2 separate regions of the Columba livia genome follow, and region 2 is linked to region 1. Evidence: chromatin contacts called from public Hi-C data. All regions are on one chromosome and are shown on one strand. Each heading gives the region's core, a stretch centred on a gene start, on an enhancer-like site or on the middle of the called end of the contact. The rest is flanking DNA. Distances are from core to core; before and after follow the strand shown. Region 1 overlaps ZBTB20 (zinc finger and BTB domain containing 20). Region 2 overlaps LOC135578309 (a long non-coding RNA gene).

Region 1 (5,219 bases), core at 1,807-4,306:
ACCATGGGTGCTTTCTTCAGCTTCAATGACCTGATTTATCCCCAGTGATGAAGTTTTATTTTCTGTTATTCTCAAGTTAGTTACTCTAAAATAAAACTGGATTAAGAGAGCAAAAATTCGTATCTAATGTTTCCACACACAAAATTAGTCCTGCATCAGGTTCCAACTCTCTGGGACCAAATTTAGTGGAGCAACATTTTTTCAACTCAAGGAAGTGACTTGAATACAAATCCTGAAAACCTGGTAGGGGCTGACGTCTCAGTACATCTCAATGACACCAGAGAGGCTGAATTAGCCAATCCTGCTCTGACTGATTCTCCTGAATATTTGGCCTCATTCTGAACAAGGGCCTGCAAGTGGAAAAGCTTGTATGGAGTTTCAGGAACACAGAAGAACATTTGTATCCTCAGCAGGAGATCTGACCAGGAGCAGCCCTTGCTTTCTGTTGCTTTAAAGGTTTGCTGGAGTTTTCACCCAATCATCTGCTTGAACATCTTGAAAATCAGTATCTCCTTCTATAATATCTATCCAAAACAAACACCAGATGACACTACACGAATTGCCCTAACCTTACCAGATTGTTGTTAGAATCAAAATATGTAGCAGTCTACATTTAACAGGAAGTACTGTATTTTTACCAGCATAACATCTATTAATGTGTCAGTAATATACCCTTATGGAAGGAAGAATCACTGTGTTCTGAAAGCTGTCAAACTTCTCTAAATTTCATAGTCTAATAACTACTTTTATTTGAAAGACAAAAAGCATGCACACACAAACACAACCTTAATCTCCAAGGAGCAAGCTCTAATATGAAAGAGTTTGCTTAGACTTTGTTCAGGAGATAGGCATTTTCTGCAGACTAGAGAATGTTCAGCAAATTTCCTTTGGACGATTTATTCAGCTAATTGCCCTGTCCTTTTTAGCGTCTACCTAATGATGAGATACTCATTTTACATAAAACTGAAGACTAAACCATAAGGTGTTCTGTACATAAAATTGATTCTACACCCAGTAGGCATAAATCCCCAATGGCAAACATAAAAGCCTCTATTTCAGCTCACATGCTTGGGGAATGGGCACTGAATCACCTTCCTATGCTTTGCCTGAAAGTCTGCAGGAGGAGTTGGTCAGCACTAATCCTGTTGGCTCTACAGTCTGCAAGGTGGCAACGACTGTACCTGTTTGCTTCATACGTAGAACGGGGACAGCATCACACACCCAATTCTCCAGAAGGGCTGCCTGTCTTAGTCTTAAGAAATTTTTCTGCATTATTTTGATAAAGAGCACTACAGAAAGATCAAGAATTAACTCTATACGTCTCTTCAGATTTTGTTCTCCAGGCTTACAAAAACAAAGTTTTCCTCTCACGCTGCTCTAGTGCCCTGATTCCTTTATACCTCTTCATGATAAATATCGTACTTACAACTGTAAAACACCAGGTAAAATCTAGCTCCAATTCACAGCAATTTGGTGACCACACGTTTCAAAGTGTTACAGCACATTCAGATATTTTTAAATTAATGAAATATTCCATTTTTAGCCAGGGTATTTACTTTTTCCACTTTCACTCCAGTTTGTGTTCTTGCTATTTTAGGAACTCCAAAGATACTTTACAGTATACTCAAAAGCCATTTTTATTCCCAAGCACATGTTTGGGGGCTAGTCCAATATACATCCACTGTAAACACCAGCACACATATACACACACTCTTTTTCTCTCAGTTCCTCCCTCCATCCTTGTTTGCAGCCCCCTGCTGCTACAGCCATTCCATCATATCCTCCTAGCATAGACAGGGATTACATCAATGATACCTGTAGCCATCTACAACACCTCCAAGCAACATATACTACATTAACAGGAGAACCACCGAAGCTGTCATCACAGCTGCGTTAACGGGGATTTCAACAGGCTGGCCGTATTACAGGGGTGCTAATTCCTTTGCCCCGGCCAACGGTAACCTATTTATGTCAGCAAAAGATGAAATCACCAAACAGCATTTAATGCTGTTTTTCAAAATGTGAAGAGAGAAAACGGTTGGTACAAGTGCCCTCTTGTAATGGGAAACAGAGAAAACAAAATCGCCACATGATGGCACCATTTCCTAGGAAGAGGAACGAGGCTGTGCTCATCCCTGTTCAGTAGGGAACATTTTCACGTTCTACATGAACACCATTTCAACCGGGCTTGCTTGTTCCTACAGAGCTCACACACGATCTTGCCAAGCCCCAGCAAGGCCCAACTGTTTCAATTACCTATAAGTTTAAGGCAGTTTGGCTCTTTAAAAATCTAGGCGCATCTATTGCTCCTTTTTTCTTCACAGTGCCAGGTGCTGTTACCCAGAGGGCAGGCTGCACTAGTCGCCCTGCAGCAAGAGAGCCACAGAACAGGGAAGAGGTGAGCGGGGCCAGCGATGCCCATGAAGTTATGGTGTGAGCACTCCCCACTCAGACAAAGAATAGGGGGGCGCTTTGTGGGAAAAAATAGAATAAACTTTTTGGGAAATGTAGGAAACCAAGGTGATTGATTTTGCTGTTCTATGGTCCTGATTATAAGCTTACTGTATTCACTAAGAATACCTCCACCTGCCTTTAAGGGCTTTTGCTTAAATCCTAGTAGTGTATTTCAGAGTGAATACCTGTAAGGAAAGTGAACCGGGATTGCTTTTGGTTATCTTGCTGTGGTGGACTGCATACACTTATATCCTCTCTCAGAAGCACTGTTTGGGGAGGAGAAGGGGCTGGGGTTAGAGGAAGAATTACTTAGAAGGGTAATAGGTGCAAATATATTAAAACAAGCTTCCAAAAGAGACAATTGCTATTCCACCAACTCTTTCTTGTTTTGCCTGTATTGTTGTGGGTTTTATTTTTTTTTCCCCCAAGCAGAAAGACAAGGAGGAAAAGCTTATCAGTTTGAGTGTGGTTAAATACAGTATGCCTGAAAGCCTGTGGGCTTTGGTTAAAAGTAAAATATAGATTAAAACCTCTTAAGATAATTACCTGTTTAGAAGGTATCTATTCAAGCTAGAATCCTCTACAGGGAGTGTTTGCAGCAGTCTGTTAGGAAAACAGTGCAGTCAGAAATGACTGCCTTTGGTGGAAGAGCTGCTGCCTGTGGAAGAGCACCCCTTATACCCTCCATGTTTCCAGAGAAAGGCCTTTCAGTGTGGGAGATTTTGCTCTGGTCACAGAACTACTAGTTGATAAGAGAAACAAGGAACAGACAAAAAGCAGTAAATGCCAGTCCTCAGGGTTGGGAAAAGGATTCTTTTATCTCTTCCAGTGGCTGCATATCAGCCTTGAGTAGAGGAAAGCTATCACATGAAAATGCTAGATTTTATTCAGTTTATTTATTTTTTTAATTTATTAGTGAAAGGGTAATTGTTAACTAGTACAACTGGCTGCTTTGGTGAATATTTAAACTTAGAGATATCGTGAGACAGATGTTCATACAGTTTTAGACTGTGGCTTCTTTATATCGCATTTATGGGATGAGTGTTCAGGCCTGCTTATAATTCAGACTTAAATATCAGTAGGAAAAAGCACATGCTTATGTCAATGATGATGAAGGCCACAGGGAAAATTTCTGTCCTCAGAGAGACCTCTGCAATCCCTGGAAGCAGACTTATTTCCAAAATCACCTACTTAGTTTTGATAGGAAAATAAATGTAGAGCAGCAGAACATTTTAAACTAATAAATGAAGGCAATAAACAAGAACGCTGCATTCATGGGTGGCTTGATATCATCAGATGGTTCTGTAGCATTAAATGTACGTTGACAGTTCCAATGCCTTTTTTTTTTCCTCCACATGGAAAAGGTCCAGGAATTACATGTGTACACAAGCATAAGACACCAACAGGTGATACTAATACAGTGCATAAGAGTTATTACTCAGGTCTGCCTCCAGGCACATTCTACCCCTCTGCTCAGCCAAAAACATTAAAGATAGCATCTGGGAGTTTTCCTTTTGAATACAGGGAATATACCCTGTTTTGAAATCCTGCACAGGAACAAAGCACAAGGTATTTTTGCTAAAGTTGATATGGTTGCACACACAGGCATGAAGCTGTGGAGACAAGTCGTTTGCTCTGTTTTTATTTCCTCTATCATACCCCTTTTCTACGCAAAGATTGCTACTTTGTGTTTTTTTTCCTCTATCTGTGTAACATCAATAAATTATATGTTATCATTCCTATCATCTACTTATAAAGAGCCTTTCAAGAGTTTTAATAGATGCACAATATTGCTACACTTACATTTTCACTGGTTAAGAACTCAAAAATAGCTGTTGTGAGATTACGCTTAATTTATACTACTTCTCTCTTGTGAGCTTTCAAGAAGCAGCATTTCACCACATGTCACGGATTGATACAGAGTATATATTGCGCATCCCAGCCGGGCAGAGTTTCTTTCAGTGTTTAACACAACAAAGCGGGGATGAGTAGGGGGTTCTAGGATTTGTTTATCCTTTTTTTCACAGGCACAGTTAATTCTTCAAGGAGCTATTTGTGATGACAGATTAACCAGAAATCTTGAATTCTCTTTGTATTCCAGTTCCTGAGTAGTAGATACATAAGATGAGATCTCATGTTATTTTAGCCTTGTAAATGGCTCCATGGACAATGAAAATGGGCACAACAACTGTAAATGAAAAGATGGCGCAATGGCATTCCCTCTAAAAACAATAATAATTGTTGTTCTGGGGAACCCAAATGCACAGAGCCAGCCAGAACATGGTCACTGTGATCTGCCATGCATCAGGCTGCGAGGTAAATACTCCGATGCAAATGAAGGAGTTCTGTGGCACTCTGATGCCTTACAGCTGACTTTCACCTATGGAGTAGATCAAACACCACATTTCTGTGGAAATACGATGTCCCCCCCACAACATCTCATAGCACACTTCATAAAGATTAGTAGGTAGTATTAAGCAGTATCTTGGTTTTACGTTTCAGGTTCTCTCCCAGTACCATGTTAAGGCTTCACTTCAAAATGTTTTGAATGAAAGAGCTGTCTTTGTTCAGCTGAGAACAATACAGGAATTGTTTTGGTTTTCCCTCATTTAACTTGTGCCGCTGTACTCTGCACTGGTGAGGCTGCACCTTGAATCCTGCGTTTGGTGTTGGGCCCCTCATCCTAAGAAGGACATTGAGGTACTAGAGAGAGTGCAGAGGAGGACAATGAAGCTGGTGAGGGGTCTAGAGCACAAGTTTGATGA
Region 2 (5,219 bases), core at 1,992-4,491, 480 kb after region 1:
AGGCAAAAATACAATAAGGGTGTTTTCCCTGCTGCTTTTTACCTAAAATCTGAGAGGGAAAAAGACAAGTCAAGAGACTGCCATCTGTTGGGAGAAACTAGGGAGGACACCACAACCTTAAACCCTGGCAGCACCTGACAAGAGTTGAGCAATGTTGGGCTAATTGTTGGTGTAAATGACATCAGCGTTTGGCCTACGATCAGTAGCTTCTCCCCGAATAATTTAGTAAGTACAAATATTAAAAATACTTGAAGTTAGACATTAACCAGGTTAAATGTTTAGACAGCAACAATAAAATACATTTGATCAAACTTTATGGACTGAAACTCAAACAGAGTTTTATTTAGTAATAATAATGGGGATCCTGATGCAATTCCTAGTTAATCAAAAGGGAAAAAATTCAGAAACAGCAGTCTTTTGAAATCCAAGAAATATCACTTCAAGGACAACTTTGAATATGTTCACAAAAGATTTCCTAATCCACAAATCCATTCTGATGGCTCTTTTCCCACAGGCATTCACTCTGAGCACCAAGGCCACTGATGTTTTCTCCATGTTCGCTATTCATTTTGAAGCTGTGGAGCAGGATACTTTGCAGCAGGCTTTCTGCTCCATCTTGCAAGGAGTTCCAGCTGCTCAGCCCTGCATTATCTCAGTTGTCTGCTAGACTGGATACAAGTCTCAGTTCCAACATTAGCAGGAAAACTGGGATCTACAAAGGCCCCAAAAGATGCCTACACAGAATAGAATGCATAGGAATGGGATCCTCTAGATTGTCAGACTCTGAAGGTCTACATACTTTCGTTTTGCAAACATCCAAGGAGAACATATCCTAATCCACACCATGGACATAAACTCCCCCTCACCTGCTTTCTTCCAAGAAGTACAGTGTTTAAGCAAAGCACAAGGACATCAGAACAACCACTCTCCCTGCTGGATGATAGCCTGGGTCCAGGAATTCTGCTAAACCGGAGGAAAGGTGAGAACTCAGAGAGACCCACTGGATTTTAAGTGCTGGAGCCTGCCCATCAGGCCAGCTTTCCAAGTCACCTCCAGCAGCACGGAACTCCAGCCTGAAGCCACTAGCTGGTATCTAGGGAGTGGGTCACATCTGGCTTGGATTTAGCATTTGCTATTTGTTAGCACTCTAAAGACTGTTTAATTTACGCACAGCTTGCGTGTATGTGCATGAGTGTATGTATGTATTAAGACACAGCTGGTCCTATGGAGACAAGGTTGACTGTTACCCCTGAGGCAAGAGGCCCATGGAAAGCACGGTGGCCGGTGTTGCATTATTGCCCTTTACTATTCTTTGACCTCCGCTTGATATATTTTTCCATAACCCTAGGCAGTGAGCTCTCTGTGGGTGGGAACTGTCTGTGTGTTATTGTCTGTTAAACGAGGACCTCATTGTGGAATACAGCTTCCGAACTTCACTACTAGACAAATAATACCAACAGGCAAGGTGGCCAGCATCTGTCTTAACTGGTCCACCACCACAGGCAAGGTGGATGTTGACTAATCTCGGGGAAGCCTGCAATGGGAGCAAAAAACTGTTCCCTTAGAAGTGTGCCAGCACTAGCAAAACATAAAAGCCACAATTGCTAAAAGCAGGAATGATACACACACATCACAAGAAGCAATAACTAGGATAGAAGCACACAAAGGTGACCTGTGAACCTGCTGAGAAAGACAGTGGGAAAACAACAGCAAGTCTAGTCTAAAGTAATAGTGTGAGAAAATTCTTCAAGGCATAGCAGAGGCACATACTAGTCACTGGAGCTGCCCTTTCAGTTGTGTTTGTTGCTGAGAACTGAGTGATGCCAGCATATCAAGGGGATGTCCAGAAGAGTTGGACCTACATTTCTGATCCTCTAATATGCTTTGTCAGGAAAGAATGGGAACATCTCTTTTTACATGCTGAGGAAACTCAGTGTTTTTCAGTAGAATTTACACCACAGGGCAAAAAGCAACTGCAGAACAATGGAGATTTTGCCTTGCCCACAGTATCTGATATGTGACAGTGCTCTCAGGATATTTATACTCAGGTGCTACTGTTGTTCAAAGGAGCAACAGTTAGTGCTGTTGCAGTGTGCACCACTAAGGACAAATGATGAAAAATAAAGCTGTACCACAATGAAGTTGAGAGGTCCTTAGCTCAAAGTAAATATGACATGAAGGGCCTAGGCTAATCCCTGATTTCCTGGGAATGGCATTCATCTTTTACCATGAAACTGCTTCAGAATGCAAGTCCTTTGGGTTACTAAGGAAGCACTGAACACATTAGCTGAACATACCTGATGCAGTACTGCCTGACTGCTTCTGTGGCCTCTGAGGCTCTAGCTTGGGGAAAATTACAAGTGTTCAGTTCCTCTCCAGTGTTCATTACTTCTGGAACATAATGCTAGGCATTAAATGACAAAACATATAGTCGTTTCACTGCTAATCAACTCATGCTCATACTAGAATCCTTGCTTATTCATCACACCTTCCCAGATCCCATAAGCTCCTGTTGCCTTCTACTCAACTGTCCAGTTTGGATTGACAGAATGAACCCTCTCTGAGTGGTGGTGTCAGGACAAAAATGTTCAGCATTCTGAAAACTGAAAGTAAAAAGATTCAATAAACCCAAACATAAAAACATAACACAAGACCTAGTGTACTCAAGGTTCTATGTATTTTCACATTTAATTTCAGTAAAAGTATACCTTTAAGATTAGAGTTGACACAATGTCTAGTCTGCTGCACTGTCAAGATAAAAATCCAACAGGTTTTCTAAAGGGACTGTGTCCAGGTTCCTATGAAGTTAATGGTGATGAAGGGCCCTGATAACGTAGAATATTGTTCAAGAGTCTGGGAATCAGGACATGCAGGTACTGCTTCGTTTGCACTATATACTTGCTGAGAGCGCTTGGGCAACATATTTATTCTCTTTATGTCTCTTTTTCCTCAGAGAGAAAGTGGTAATAACAACACTCCTAACTTCTACACACAAAATTAAAAGCATAAAGCAAGAGGAGTGGAATTATTACTCATACTATCTGCTATCATTACTCTGGGATAATGAATGAGATGGGCAATTGGGGCCATACAACATTACTGTACTAGCAATAATGGAGTAAGATTTTACTTAGTTAACATTTTTATAGATCTGTAACCTTAATACTTTCTTACTGCTTCCAAACATACGCTTCTATCTCCTTTCTCTGGACAGCTAACAGCATTTGCTGCATCTAGTGACAATGCTGAAGTGACAGCTCTCAGCCTCTGCTTGTTCCCTCGTTTGTGTTCACATTAGGATATGACCTGGAGGGTCGTGGGGCCACCATGTTGGCTGCTTGCTGGATGATGTCAGCCGCGATCAGCTATGTATCGTGTCTCTGGGGCACTGAATCATTTCCTGTTTTGTGCCCTTTCTGATGAAGAGGAACTGGAACTAAGCACTTTTGCCTTTCATAGCCCCTGGCTAGTCAAATCTGGCATGGGACCCAGCTGTATTGAGCAGACTGTGCTGGAACTTCACATTTTAACCATAAGTGCTTAGAAATTATGGTGCTGCCATCCCATCTAGTGGAGGGATCAGATTAATTCATCAGCTGCTGGTTGCTAAGTCAGCACATACTTCTGCTGTGACTGTAGGAGCAGAGCTATCAGCCTCATCCGAATGCAGTTTACACAACCTGCTCACTACATTGTTGATTCACCCTGTGCAGAACAAATTGGGTGCATTTCTTGACACTGAAAAAAAAGGTCTTGAAGTTTACACTGATACCAGACAGCAGTAGTTGTATCAGAAACCCAAGTCAGAAAGATGATCTAATGGCTAGTTTGGGAGAGCTCACCAAGGAAGAAAACCAGCTTTGCAGCAATATTTCACTGAGAGTAACAAGGAAGTGAACAATCTATTGTTTGATCTAGAACTTTTTAGGTCCCCACTTCGCACCACCACCCCACCCGGTGCAGCTGTTTTGACCTTGGTCTTCCTGTCAGCCCACCAAACTGGTCACCCACCCTTCAGCTGTGGCTGAAGGCATTTGCACCGAGAAGGAACAACTGGCTACCTTTAACTGCAGGCAACTGCTGCGTTGCTCCAGGGCATGAACATGAGAACCAGCTGTAATTTCTGAGTTGCTACCAATGATTAAAGCTAATCAGCCATTTCAAGGTTAGCAAACACTTTACAATTCCCTCTGGATCCTCCTAAAACCCCATAAGCGTCATTATCCACCTTCGAAGAACTTCCATCTACTTCAGAGACAGGATGGAGAGGGACATATCCCTTCTTCCTACATGGAAGAGGCTGCAGAGCCAAAAACTGTTAGGTTGTCCTTCCCTGAAAGAAGGAAGTGTTCACTGACAGGTCAGATAAGCAGAGCACATCACAGAAAACGCTAGCGCCAGTAGAATTAGCCATCTTTGTATCTACACAGGTAATTTTGACTTGCACTGAAAAAATTGAGGGGATTTCTAATAGGTCTGAAAATGAACTTGAGTGACTCCTTCTTGAGAACAGTTTATTTTGCCAGCCCTAAGCCTCATTCCACTGCTCCACAGTGCAGAGCTCTGCCCACTGCCACCAGGCAGACAGCAGGTCTGTGGTGCCACATGCAAGCATTTCCCACCCTGTGCTTCACTTCAGCATGTGGGAAGTTCATGTTTTAAGACAAAAAAAGTTATCCTTAACAGGGAGAGAGCTGCAGATGCTTTCTGCTCCACTATGGGTTTGAATAAAGGCCATAAGGCCATCTCTCAGGGGGTCGGGGGTGGGGGGAGGGTGGAAGTGTGTGATTCATACCAGTTTCATAGAAAAGAGTTTTCCTTAGAACCATCAGTCTTGCTGGCACACAGAGAGTCTGCAGGCATGGAACAGGCAGGGTGTGAGTGGACACACAGGATAGGCAAGTGTGTCCCCATCCTGACAGGCTATCCACTGCCAGTAAGGAACTGGACGTTGCCAAGGCAATGGGTAGGACAAGCATACATCTAGAGATCTTGTGGAAACACATTTTGTAGATCAAACAGAGATTGCAGCTAAAAGGATTACTTATGCAAAATGGGAGTGTTAGAAGGGGGTTGTTCATTCCCCCTCATCTTCATACTTAGAAATCAGCTGTAAGTTAAAACACTGTTTCTTTACACAACAGAAAAATACAATGCTTTCTCCTACCTGGCAGTGCCTTTGCACACATAGACCTGAATCACATTATTTTCCAAGTAGT

What was found. Hi-C and Micro-C count contacts between places; a contact is called where the count stands out from the background.
Region 2: a contact with region 1 is called in a Hi-C map of crop, with 5 times the contacts expected there. The contact joins two enhancer-like sites. A contact is called at or near these places in 2 of 2 Hi-C or Micro-C datasets (crop and liver).

What each region holds. Positions count from the first base shown.
Region 1 is chr1:74,633,620-74,638,838 of bColLiv1.pat.W.v2, forward strand. The region is part of intron 2 of ZBTB20 (zinc finger and BTB domain containing 20); the gene reads right to left. Among named protein-coding and RNA genes, the nearest start is that of ZBTB20, 13 kb to the right of the region's middle. Within about 2 kb of position 3,057, at least 1 of the 3 cell types and tissues checked has an H3K27ac peak away from gene starts, as active enhancers do.
Region 2 is chr1:75,113,755-75,118,973 of bColLiv1.pat.W.v2, forward strand. It overlaps LOC135578309 (a long non-coding RNA gene), which reads left to right. Exons shown (of 2, transcript XR_010469798.1): 2 at 515-3,014. Among named protein-coding and RNA genes, the nearest start is that of GAP43, 140 kb to the right of the region's middle. Within about 2 kb of position 3,242, at least 1 of the 3 cell types and tissues checked has an H3K27ac peak away from gene starts, as active enhancers do.